Linked DNA regions of Zea mays: region 1 is linked to region 2. The links are chromatin contacts, called in public Hi-C maps. All regions are on one chromosome and are shown on one strand. Each heading gives the region's core, a stretch centred on a gene start, on an enhancer-like site or on the middle of the called end of the contact. The rest is flanking DNA. Distances are from core to core; before and after follow the strand shown.

Region 1 (6,881 bases), core at 1,655-4,154, 550 kb before region 2:
TCAAAAAAACATCTGTACACAACTAGTTCAGGAAAAAATTGACTGATGTCACCACCAGTAAGTGCATTAAAAATGAAACATTTCTAAACAAAAGCTACCTCCGGTAAACATAAGAAGCCACTGGTGGAAGCCGAGCAATCAAATTTAAGCAGTCTTCATAAGTAGGCTCCCAAAACCTATACAAACAATAATTTTGACCACCATAGAAAGCAACCACTGAACACATAAGAAAATGGGAGGCAGTACAAATCCCAAGTTTACTTTGACTTTGGCAATCCATTGTCATAAGCCTTTTGAAATTCACTCTCAACCTGAAATGGGGTTTGAAAATGGAAAAGTAAGTCATTTTTTAGGCTTTAGAATTTACAAAGAGCATCCATGACACAATAGGAAATTAATTTAAATACAACTTGCGTCCAATTCTAAAAAGTGCAAATAAATCACAAGGAAAATGCTATTTTATTTCACAATTATGATATTATATTTAGAAAAGAGCATGACAGAAATGTAATCACCTGAAGAGCCATTACTCCTGTGGTAAACTGTGTCATAGGATGTGCATCTACTGGGAGAGCATCTATTGTCTTATAGACATGAGCTGCAACCATATTAATTATCAGCTGCTAGAGAGCAAAGTGGCAAGATCGAACATATAAACTTAACACAATCATACTAACAGAAATATATAGATTTCTCGATGATCTGTGACTACCTTTGAATTTTAGAATAGGGAGACATTAGCATCAATTTGTTCAGATAAATTGTAGATTTAATTGGTCAAAACAATAACACAAGCAGACAGCAGTGTGCACAGAATACCTGGAACAGTTGAGCGCGCAAGCAATTCCTTTGATAGTGCATCAACTTGCTCTTTGGTTGGGACCTGAAACAAGAAAAAAAACACAGCCTTAAAACTTATAGAAATAGGATGAGAATTGGGAAAAAAACTAAAATATATTAAAGGAATGGAAATACAAAGATAGGCGAGAAATGTATTCTTAACAGAACACATTTGGCACATTTTTAAATTTAAATTGAATGAATATAGGAAGGCATATACCTTCCCCGTCAAAAGAAGCCAAAGGAGACCCTCAGGCAAAGGTTCACCGCCCTTAACTGCTGTTGGCAGCACTTTTTGGCATTCTGGAATTGAGAGGCCCCTAAAACGAATACCCTGGATAGAAAAGAAGTCGTTATTAGCGCATGAATGATGTGATTCATTGCTTCACTTTGAAATTCATAAATATGTTAATGTCAAAACTAGATTATTACATCAAAAAACAAAGATGATGAGTGATGTACGTCCAGCCATTCAGGTTTGACAAGCTCCAAATTAACCCAAATAAAGAAACAAGAAATGCAGCTACCATGCTAAAAAACGCTTAACCTTCAAGGCTTCAACTACAGCAAATTCGTGTGTTATTAAAAAAACCCATGCATCTTCTGTAGATCTTGTGTAATACTGAATTAAATTTGGAACAGTGTACATATTTTGACATAGAGTGGGCACGAGCTAATAGTACACTATGCTAACATAGCATCATGAAGAGGATGCTTGCAAGATTACCTCCTCTGGATCAAGTAGGGATGTTTCCCAAAGCATTCCAGTCATCCCTCTCATTCCACCAAGGACCTGGAGGAACATCATTCAGGAATTTCCCAGGATAAGTTAGTATATGCTATAAAAGCAACAAAACTATCCATAGACAATTGATAAGCAATATATCATACCATATCCACAGTTATGTTTCCAAGCTGGGTCTTTCCATGCTCTGACTTGAGCTTCTTTAAGCGATCCTGTAACAAAACAGACTAACATATGAGAACAGCAAGGCCAGATGAAGACAGGTGGGTAGATAAACAAAGTACAAAGTAGATTTTCATAATAAACTTTTATTATTCTAAATTTGCCAACTACAGCTAGGTGCAAAACTAAAGTCGTGCAGACATGTTCCTGCATGCATTTGAGGTGAAAATGTATTGAACACAGAAATAATGAGCTAAAGGAAAAGGGATTGACACATGACACCATTCTCTATTAGCTGCTATTGGCTAAAAGAACAGAAGATAAAGGCATCAGATACCCCCCAAGAACTTTTCGACTTTACAAGATTTACAGATAGTCTACGCGCAGCAAACCTGTTGTTCCGGAATCAATTCCTGCAACTGGGACTTAAGATCCTGCATTTGCAGAAACACAATCAGCATGCTATCCAGAGTACACAAAACTCTACCACAAGGCATAACAGGAAGACGAACTGTCTTACGAGATCGGACGCGCTCTGCATCTGCAGCCACCTCACACCCCCCAGCGTGGTGGCCTCCTGCGCCTGGCAACACGAGCAGCACGGGGAAAAAATATCAGCACGACAACCCCCACAACCGGTGAAGCAGCATACATACACACAGACACGAAGACAAAGCGCCACCGCTACACGGACCACTCACCATGCGTGATCGCAGTCTCGAGACTGCGGTGAGGCCCCGATAGAACGCCATGGCCGGAGCGCTCGGCTACCACCGCACCTGCACAGACACAGCAACCAAACAAATAGAGGATCCCATCAGGTCACCGCCGCAGCCGAATTTGACCGAGACCCCAGAGAAGAAATTAGGGGAAGCAAACGGATAATTACTACTCGGCTCCGTCCCACCACGCAGCGAAAGAATCCGCGGCTGAGCGGGGGGCAGATCGGAGACGAAGATGAGGCTGGATTCGAGGGCTCGCGATGGGGAAGAGATCCCAATCCCAGCGAATAAAACGAACATTAGGCCTAGACTTGCTTACCAAGGAACGGAGAAATGAACCCGGGCTGGCGACGACGGCGCGCGTGTTCCGCGGCGAGGGAGGAGGGGAGCCTCTTGAGTCCTGACAAGTTGGGGCGGGGGGAATGGGACCGGTCGTCGTCCTCCACCGGTTGGTGAGGGGCGAGCCGAATATATATTGGAGTACCATTCCATTTCCAGATGCCGGACCCGGACACATGCACATGGCCCCCATTAACTTCAACTTTTTGCCAATTTGGAGACTCAGAACTTTGAAGAAATCTGAAATCGAAATGGCATATCCAAATTTGTAAACAAACGGTTCAAACCATATTATGGTCATTTTTGTGAGTTATGCGTTGGATTTTTGAGATACTGGAGACGGTGGGGCAAAGATACCTGAGACACCAATTCTGTTCTACTATCTTATGGTACAAAAGGTTCTTTTTCTCTTCAGTACATCCATGAAAGGCTGTTTCAAGTCTCAGCGGAGACCGAAAGAGGTAGAAAAGAACACAGATTGGACTTTTAAGCTCCAGCCATATATATATATATATATATGAATGTCACCCCTTTCAGTCCTCCGTAATATGGGATTTTATACATGGATGGAAAGGCGCTTCAGGGCTGTAGTCACAAATTAATAATATGTAAAATGAAGAATAGAACACTGAACACACAACTGCAAATTAAAAACAAAATCTGATGCAACGCGTACCTCTTCCATATTTCGATTCCACAAGAAAGAAAAGGGGCATCGGTTTTTGGCTCTCGTGAGCAAACACATGATCCTGGTTGTTTAGAAAGGTTGATCGAATAATCTGTAGGTGAATGATTTGAATTTGGTAGCTAGGTCACACTTTGCCACCTAGAAAGTGAGACGGCTTCACACTTTTCATGGAAAAAAGAATGAAATCCTGATCGTTGAAGATTACGTCTCTATCTCTATGAGTTTTCTTCGTGCCTCTCCGGCTCTCCCCGTCCCCTCCGCGCGTTCCTTGCAGCGTCAGCGTTTCGTGCAGGCGCGGACAATACCCAAAATAATGTGCAGGAGACAATACCCAAAATAATTAGTGTTTTTCTTTACTTCTTTATAGCATGAGTGTTGGAAGTCAAAACGACCGGCGCGGACGGTCCGAACCTGAGGCCGAACGGTCCGCGGTCCAGACTGTCCGCGGTGATGGCGCGGACGGTCCGCGCGTGCGCAGAGTCAGTTAGGGTTCCTAATTTCTCGTGAAATTTGTTACCTAAAACCATGGGATTGACTCGGAAATCAATTCAAAGCGGATCCAGACCTCCCCCTTATATAGATGAAGGGCTACGGCCGATTGAACCCCCTAACAATCGAATCAATACCACTTCTATTTCGCATTTATTTCCAGCACAATTATGAGTAATTCTAGTCTAGTTCTAGTTTAGCCTCTCGATCCCCAAATTCTTCGCCTCTCTTCGACTCTACGCCGATTAGAGGAGTCTAGGTCGGCCGGCCCGAGGCTAGACAACCCCTAGGATCTCTCCTCCCCGACGGGGTCCCTCCCAGGAGTGAGATCCAGGCGCCGCCGGCGACCTTCGCCGCCCCTGCGCAGGCGCGGACCGTCCGGCCATCAGGCAGGGAACGCCAGCCCCTGTACCAGGTCGCGGACCGTCCAGCCCCTGGTCGCGGACCGTCCGCGCCTCTGCAGAAGGCACCGCCACCGATTCTCACGCAGTGTTTGGCGCCCGAAAAAGATGTCAACATACTTTTGGCGACTCCGCTAGGGAATAGGTGTCTAGACCTGCTAAAAATCGGCCCATAGATGGCCGGTTCGAAGGATCACACCAAGATCTCCACCACCAACATCATCAAGCCAGCCATGGAGGCGCTCCCGGCTGATGACCAAAGACCCTTTGAAGACCTCGTAATGCGCGATGAGAAGGAGGTGATGCGGCAATGGAACGAACAACGCGACAAGGAAGAGGCGGAACTGCTGCATAAACTCTCTGAACGGCGCAAGGAGGCGGCAGAAAAGTATTTGTCACACTTCACAGTGGATCGCCACCAGAAGATCATCCGTCAAGGGGAGATCGATATGGAATCTCTCCTACCTCCACTTCAGGGTCCCGCTGTAAGTACTCCAGATCTATCTCTTACGACTTTCATGGATCAACGAGGAGATCAGTTAAAGCAATATGTAGATGAATCTATTAAAATGCATCTACGTTCATACGAGAAATCAGCTGCTCCTATCTTTCCATCGCAAGAGTCTAATACAGAGCCACCCGCGTCAAACACATCGGCTATAAATGGGTCACCCTTGACCCAGCCATCATATGGTATGCCGATGCACACTTTCGTGCCACCATCACAGCCACAACCACTAGGCACGCGACAAGTACTGGACGCGGCCGGACCGTTCGAGCATCATCTCAGACAGTCTAGTTATACCGTGGACCGTCCGGCGTATTTCGCCGGACCGTCCGACCAGATGCAGGCCCGCACACAAACCGCCCAGGTCGCACCATACATGGCCGGACCATCAGGGTACAACCCCGAACAATTCGGCCCCATCACGGACCGTCCGGTGCATCACACCGGACCGTCTGGATATGTTGCGGACCGTCCGCTATCTTACGTCGGACCGTCCGGATATGGCATGAACCGGCCAACGTATTACCGGACCATCCGACTCTACACGAGTCCACGCGCAGACTGCCCAAGTCGCGCCATATATGACCGATCCGTCCGGGTACAGCCTTGGACCATTCGGCCCGATCACGGACCGTCGAGTTCTTTACGACAGACGGTCTGGGTACGAGACTACCCAGGTAGCACCATATACGGCTGGACAATCTGGATATACCTTCGGACCATTTGGCCAGGTCACGGACCATCCGGCCTTTTACGCCGGACCGTCTGGATATGCGTACGCAGAGCCGAGAGCTGCGCAGTACGCACAATTTCCACATTCATCGCAACAACATTATGGTGCCCCACCAGCAACACATTATAATCATACCATACCACCTCATGGACATAGGGCTGAATACTGTTCGGCCACAAGAGAGCCTGAGAGGTATAGGGCAGGAGCTGGTGACATTAATAGGACACCTAACACACACATCAAACATCCCTGGGAGGAAAGTCGACAGAGTGATGTCAGGCAACCTGAGATTTCCACCCACAAACTCAATGGATGGTCGCCAGACATGGCGGAGAGGATCAGAGACGAGGTAGCCGGGATGTTCAGGGACAAACTCGGTGTTAGTGTGTCAGGTACAGGGCAATCGTATCAGAAGCCTTATAGCCACCGATTCGACACCGTGCTGTATCCACAGGGAACTAGAATACCAGACTTCTCTAAATTTTCTGGTGAAGGTGGGAAAAGCACACACGAACATATTAGCCAATTCATAGCACACTTGGGAGAATTGGCTGATGGGGAAGCCTACCGCGTTCGTTTATTCTTGTTGTCCCTTACCGATACTGCATTTGCATGGTACGCAGCTTTGCCACCAAACTCTATTAACTCTTGGGAAGAATTAGGGCAGAAATTTCATGAACACTTCTTCTCAGGAGAACATGAATTAGAATTGGCTGACTTAGCTTCAGTCCGACAGGGGCCTGAAGAATCGGTTAATGACTATATCCAAAGGTTCCGGGACACTAGAAACCGATGCTTTCAGATTCATGTCGCAGAAAAACAACTAACAGGGCTGGCTTTCAATGGGTTGCGACCCTACTTAAAAGAAAAATTAGATGGCACCCCATTCTTTTCGCTAGTGCACTTGCACCAGCGGGGTATGACATGTGAAAGCCGAAGTAAGGAAACATCAAAATCGGCTAGCCATAAGATGCATCTAGTGGGATACGATAATTCAGACGATGAATCCACGGATGTATACACCGCCGAACTGGTTTGGCCAGGACAGGCTAAACCTTCCGCATGTTCTGCTTTACAGTCGATTCGAAAGAATCGACAAGAAGAAGTTAAGTTTACTTTTAATGTTGCCAAATGCGATAAAATATTTGACGAGTTACTAAAAAATGGCAACATTAAATTAACTCATACTATTCCTGCTCCTGATGAATTAAAAAGGTGTGCTTATTGTAAGTGGCATAATTCTTTTTCTCATGC
Region 2 (6,801 bases), core at 1,272-3,771:
AGACCTGCATCTAGAAAAAAGTGAAAACAGAGCCTTACGTGCAATTTTACAGGAATCACCCGTTTCTATTACTGTCTATTCTGATGTTAAAGGTTATTGTTTAACCAGCTGTTCATAATCTCAGCTTTAGCAGGAAAATCAGAAAACAAAACATGCCAGAGCATATTGCTCAGAAGAAATGGTGGCATACCAGTGAATCGTCACCCTCACCCTCAACAGAATCTGCCAAGAGAGTAAGAATATTCGCCATATGCTTTTGCAGAAAGGACAACTGATGAATTTCTTCATCAGCTTGAGAAGGCATAAAACGGCGGCTGTTGCTGCGAACAAGCTGCAAAAAATATAAATTGAAATAATTAAAGGCATGTCAGAGATGATTTTGAATAGCCAATCTAACCATTTGAAATGGAAGATGGCAGCACAGCTAAAACTGACTAGGGAAATATATGCTACAGCCAATAACAAAGATACAACTATAGAAGTAAATGAAACCTTATTTGACAAAGCTCCCAGTGCAGCTCCTAGATTAAAAGATATTATATAGAAGATTGTATGAAGTGATTGTCTGGAAATGAAACAAGGGCTGGGAGCTAAAAAAATAGTTTCTCCTGATTCACTTCCACATAGAATCACTTCTTTGGTAGAGTTTATCTTATTGAATCATAGAGAACCACTTTGTCACAAAATCACTTCTCTAGGAGAATCTCTCACTTCCCACAGAGCATTAGAATCAAGAAGAGCTCTACCGAAGTGAATCACAATTCACAAAAGATAAATTGTATCACCATGTCTCGAAATGAAAAAGGAAAGGTTGATTAACTCTTTATGTTGTGGATTCGGTCTGGGTGCCGAATAGCTATAGCTGTCATTTTGACTTTTGAGTAAAAAATGCTGCTTCAGAAAAACATGAAACTGGAACCTAAAGTATAAATTGTGAATAGCTCTCTATACAAAAAAAAAAGATCAAACACTCTGCAGGCAAGGAACCTATGGGAGTTAGTGCACAGTGGGTACTATTTACAATTAGCATACAAATTTAAATGTTGTGGACATATGGATTTAAGAAATTATCAGTTCTTATATTCACCATTCAAAACAGAGAACCAGGCATACTTCAGACCATAAGATGATCTGTGCAGTGTAGTCTGAGTGACACTGTTTGTTTCATGGGGAATTCACTTGCAGCTATTTAAATCCTATGATCAGGTGTAAATCTATATGAAACAGAGAGTCTAGATTTGCTAGTGAGGAAATTGCACTGCTATAAGGGCATGGAATATGATACAATTATCAAGCAGTGGTTATTGAAGTGAAATTCAGCCAAAATCAGAAGCTCTAATCTACTTACAGCATGTATGTATGCTAAGTAATTTGCAGATATATGGCAACTTAATGAAACCAAGCGACCGTATAATTGCTATACTAGGTATAGCAATCATAGACCACTATAGTCTTCAGTCATGATATCTCTTGCTGAACATGAAGTCTACAAGGGCTGGAGTTGAGTTTATGGAATTCCATTTTTAGCAGTCAAATGCCTTGGCTGGATATTTTTCTAGAGCAGCATCACATGATAACAGGGTGGCAATAGTCTCTTTGATGGGTCTGACATCACTTGTCGAAGATGTCAAAAACAGCATTTTGACAGTGCTAGGTTCCTATGGTGAGGTGTGCCATGGGTGTGTGCCATCGAGAATACCAACAGGCAGGCCTCCAGTATAGCACAATTTCACTGGTCAATGAACCATATTCAAGGTTTGGTTGTTGCCGGGTACAGGGGGCACAGTGCACCGTGCCACCGTCCCACGGAGATGTCGCATCTAATTCAAATGAACGTGGAACACATTATGTTCTGCATCGACTACTAGCGCTCGCATCACAATCTTTTAAAAAAACGATCACACGAACGAGATGTGTTAATCCTGACCTGGATCGGGGAGAGCGCGGAGAGGTACCCATCGAACGCGGAGGTGGACGGCCAGACGTCCGCCACGGCGGGCGAGTCCTTGTGCGCGCTCCGCGGAACGAGGCGCTTGTAAGACTGGATATAGAGGAAGAGCAGCACGTCGCGGATGTCGGCGGCAGCACCATCCATGGCGCCGTCCCCAAGCACGGGGTCCTCGGCCGGGAGCACCGCCGCGAGCGTGCCGAGGGCGAGCGCCGCCTGCTCCTGCGGGATCTGCAGCGCCTCAGCCAGGGCCGCAGCGCGCACGCGCCCGTCGGGGACTGAGGCGGCGAGCTTCTCCTTGAGCTGGGCGAGGGTCTGCGCTAGCATGCCCTCCGGGAAGATGAGCTTGGGGATGGGCAGGAGCCCATGCTCGAACGCCTCCCGACGCGGGCGGAGCAGCGCCGCGGGGGACGAGGTGGCGGGGGCCGGCGGCGTCGCTGGGGCCAGAGACGGAGACGGGGCCGCGTCTGGCGGCTGGTCCAGGGCCTCGTCGGCCATAGCGGCGACGCGAGGGGTGGGGCGTGGAGGACGAAGGGAAGATCTGCGAGTGCGGCGTCGGAATGGCGAGGATCGGAGGAAGTGACTCGACGGGGGGGCTTTTTTTCCATTTTTTTAAAGGGTAGTTTGGGGATTTCTAATCTGATTTGGCTCCTAGACGGGATTAGCAGGATTTTCATGTTAAAAAAATCACAATTACGTAGCTAACAAATAGCAGTCTAACTATTAGATGATTTTAGATAGGTTGAACGGGCTAATAAATTAATGAGTAGTTGAGAGTGCATCTGATAATTAGCTGGTGGAGTTTGGATGTCTCTAGCTAAAAACAACTAATATTTAAATTATTAGTTGGGCTGTATGGAGTGTTTGAATGCACTATAACTAATAGTTAGTTGACTAAAAATTATTAGTGGAATTAGCTAGCTAACAAATAACTACCTAACTATTAACTAATTTACTAAAAATAGATAATAGCTTAACTATTAGCTAGGGTGTTTGGATGTTTCAACTAATTTTAGTCACTAACTATTATCTCTATTGCATTCAAACACCCCCATAGATGTCTTCAACTAATTTTATCTGCTAACTATTAGTTCGAATACATTTAAATAAGACCTAAGTCTAACTAATAAATGATTCGGCGTGTGATGCTACCGTATATATTTGCTAATCATAATTAATTAGGTTTAATAAATTTGTCTTAGTGTTTAATCTTCATATGTATAATTAGTTTTGTAATTAGATTATATTTAAAACTTGTAATTGACATACAAACATCTGATGTGATATATAACCTGTTTGTTTAAGATTGTAATCTGCTTAGATTATATAATCTAATTTATTCCGAGTTAAACGGTAGTTCAAAATAAGTTAGAATATATCACCTGGACAGATTATAATCCCAAATAAATAGGTCCATAAACTAAACTTTAGTCAAGAAAACCAAACACCCTCTTAGACCAACTCTAATAGTTTTACTTCTGCATCGGAAACGTCCTTCTGTTCGTGCGTACCATCGTCAACAGTCCATCGATGGTCAACCCATTCCAGCAGCCTTTTGATCAAGCTCCATATCGCTCTTCGCCTTTAGGTGATGGTTGTCGTGTGCGTCACTGGAGCGAAGGCAATAGTAAGGAATGCAACATGAAAGTTGTCGCAGAGGCCACGCACACGAACGCAGTCCTTGAACGTCTTGTGCACGGTGCGAATCACCGTGTCGTTGTGTAGAGAACCATTGTGCGCTCGCATGCACTGCTGCTCAGAAGGCAACAAGGAGGACCCAATCGAAGAGTGCCGCTAAGGCGAGATTCGGCTAGAGAGAGCGTGTGGCGTCCTTAGTGTGCTTGAAAGGAAAATGGGCGTCCTTAGTGTGCTTGAAAGGAAAATGGGCGTTAAGCCATTCCTATATTAGTTTTGGTGTTTGATTATCATCATAACCCAATAAAATAACTAGTTTGCTAATTGTTTGATCATAGGATCAAGAAATTAAATTTTATCCAATATAGAAATACAGCTTAGACAGTGAAAATGGCATATTGAATAAGAGATGGACTTTAGATTAATTTGGTGTTTTTTATCACCTACTAAAATACATGCTTGGGTATATAACAAGGCAACATAATCAGACTGTATATCTTTCCCTTTACCATATCAAATATGACAAGGTAAGGGGAGAAGGTTATTAAGGAAAATGAACACAATGAACAATGATGGAATGTTCTCTTTTATTAGTATGTGTCGTCTCTTTATGGGGTTACCTTCATGTCGTTGCTTGACCACACGAATGATGTTACAAAATGGGAGCTTCAGAATCAGAGCTCACAGACCGAGACGAGCATCCCCTTAAATGCGGGCACTTTAGACCTACTTATAGGGACCTGTTCATGTACACCTTCATATAAAATTACATTTATAACACGATTTCTGTTTACAAAGTCTATAGGGTGCATAAGAGGTATTTTCGTCTTTTTCATTTGGAGTCGTGCCATAAACATCTCTAGACTCCCTCGTCTATGTAGTGCGCGCGTGACTAGCTTATGCTTTGTTCGTCTAATGAATCATATAGTGTGACGAAGCTTCTCATCACTTATATTGCCAAATCCTCCCCTCCTTGTCCAGTTTGTCGAAGCAAAGTTGTCGAAGCAAAGTTGTCGAAGCAAAGTTGTCGAAGCACATATCCTCTGATCCCCTGAAATAGACTTAAACACTCGATAACGTTAACATGAGAACCTTCAACCAAGACTCGCCCCAACAGTAGCCCCTCGCGGGATTAGTTTGTTTTCTATAATGGGCTCAAAATGTGAATTATCCAAAGCAAGGGGAGGCTTGTGCCATAGGTCCGAAAAAACCTTCCATTGAGCGTGTTATTGAAAATAGACAATGAAAATACTTTTTGGTTGGTAGATGGTGTTGGAACCGTCTGACACGTCGTCGAGTAGGCCTAGACAACGGGAAGTGGGAATGCTCAGGTGCTCAACAAAATAATGGGCAGGGAGCGGCAGTGTCTTGTTAAGCGTGTCCCATCAATGTACAATGCAGGGGTATTTATAGGTAACCAGGTGGGTCGGCATGCCCTTCGAAGTACGATTATGCACCCGGTTACTTGTTGTCACCCCGGAATATTCCCTCCTAGGGGGTCATTACAAGTCATTATAGCGAGGTTAAGTACAACCTAATTAAATACACCACAAACCCTACTCAAGATGGGGCTTACAAAATGGGCCCGAGTGGCCAGCGAGGCGTCGCATGGGCCCATCCCACAGACCATGCGGTCTTCCCTGGGACGCGACACTCTTCGCTCTGGGGCAACATGTCTTCGATCTTTGCCAAGACTTGTACTCAGAGCCACCCAAGCGAGTGGTGATGGCAAGTTAAGTCTTGAGGAGCCTCCTCTTTAAGGGACATGTCCCTTCGCCTCCAAGCCTTCGTTAGTTCTCTGATCGAGGCCTTGCCTTATGTACAGGTTAAAGTACCCTTCACCTCATGTGTCTGTAATGGAAACTGTTCAATTTATATTAAAGCAGCCTGAACGAGGGGGGCAGACGGCCTTCGCTCCAACACTAGCCCCCCGAGGGGCTAATTCAACTTGGTGAGTTGGTCCCTAAGTCTTTTTCGGGAGGTAGTCGAAACGTCACCCTCGTAAGGTTGAAGTGGTCCCCACGGGGTTTTTTGAAATGTGACCGTTGACAGGTGACGTTTTACTATGAGAATGTTGGTTTCCCGAGGCGCCTTTTCGAGTCCATAAAAGTCGTTGCGTCCGCGGTGGAGAAACTTTTACCCACTGGTTTACAGAAAAGCTAGGTTTCTTTGCCTTAGCACCTGTTGCGCATCTCCTTCTTTTCTCGTCGCCCGTGAACTAGCCCGTGTGAAGTAGACCGCCCGTCGTCGCAGATGGTACATTATATCGTCGTCTTCTTCTTCGTCACCGGCTTCCGCGATTGTGTCATAAACGTGCCATCGTCGGAGAAGACAGTTAGCGATTCGACGGTGGCAGCAGAGTTGCTACCGAGTCATAATGTTGGAAGGTCAAGGATTTACTCGGGCCGCGTGCAAGAAATGCAGTGTTTGGATTATTTTGGAAATGGTGTGGTGCGCGCTCCAGGGGCCGAAGAGGTCCTAGAGCTGGGGGAATTTGTTGTTTTCGAAGCGTTATTCACTGCCTGACTTTGTTTGCCCGCGCACCAGTTCATAGTTGAAGTGCTACGACGGTTCGAGGTTTAGATTCATCAGCTAATGCTGAACGCCATGGTGGCCCTGGTGAAGTTTGTGTGGGCAGTGACTTCGTACGACGGGGAGCCTTTGGTCGAGGTCTTCGCCAAGAATTATTGTCTCCATTAGCAAAAAAGGTGATTGGTGGCAAGGTTGCGCAGTTTGAAATTTGCACCTTCACACCGAGGACTGGAAACACTCTAGGTGAAGTAGTGGAAATTGTGTCGTGCACCAAGAATAAGTGGGGTAATTGGTGGGATTTTTGGTTCTACATGGCGTTGGAGGACATCGAAGGGGTTCCTGGGCTGCCTCCATCTATTCTGTGCTCGCATTGTTATATCGTGTTTCCCATGGTTTAGGCTGAAGAAGGGAGATAAGGGTGAAGACGCCCTTTGGCATGCAGCTAGGATAAGCTAGGGCGCACACCGAAGAGTTTATTACGTGCGGGGTATGACCACTCGCTCATGGCTAGGATCTAGGTGCAGTTAAGCTGCGCCCGATGCCCTTCTTGAATAATCGGATGGTGCTGAGCCCCGCCTTCGCCATTAAGTTGCGAGGGCGGGATGCGGCCGCCTTCGTTAGGGAGGTGGAAGCGGAGGCAGTGAAAATTATTGGAAAGTACTCAGCAAAGATGGAGCTGACGAGGA

What was found. A called contact is a pair of places that touch in the nucleus more often than the background predicts.
Region 1: a Hi-C map of leaf shows a contact between it and region 2, with 5 times the contacts expected there. The contact joins the promoter of LOC100279573 here to the promoter of LOC100277826 in region 2. A contact is called at or near these places in 2 of 25 Hi-C or Micro-C datasets (leaf and tassel).

What each region holds. Positions count from the first base shown.
Region 1 is chr5:126,322,878-126,329,758 of Zm-B73-REFERENCE-NAM-5.0, reverse strand. LOC100279573 reads right to left here and starts at 2,904. Exons shown (of 20, transcript NM_001155598.2): 1 at 2,789-2,904; 2 at 2,449-2,526; 3 at 2,268-2,330; 4 at 2,140-2,181; 5 at 1,732-1,797; 6 at 1,568-1,633; 7 at 1,061-1,174; 8 at 820-883; 9 at 516-598; 10 at 262-311; 11 at 99-176. The coding sequence starts at 2,499.
Region 2 is chr5:125,776,962-125,783,762 of Zm-B73-REFERENCE-NAM-5.0, reverse strand. It overlaps LOC100277826 (Tubulin binding cofactor C domain-containing protein), which reads right to left and starts at 2,521. Exons shown (of 9, transcript NM_001412165.1): 1 at 1,928-2,521; 2 at 191-331. The coding sequence starts at 2,446.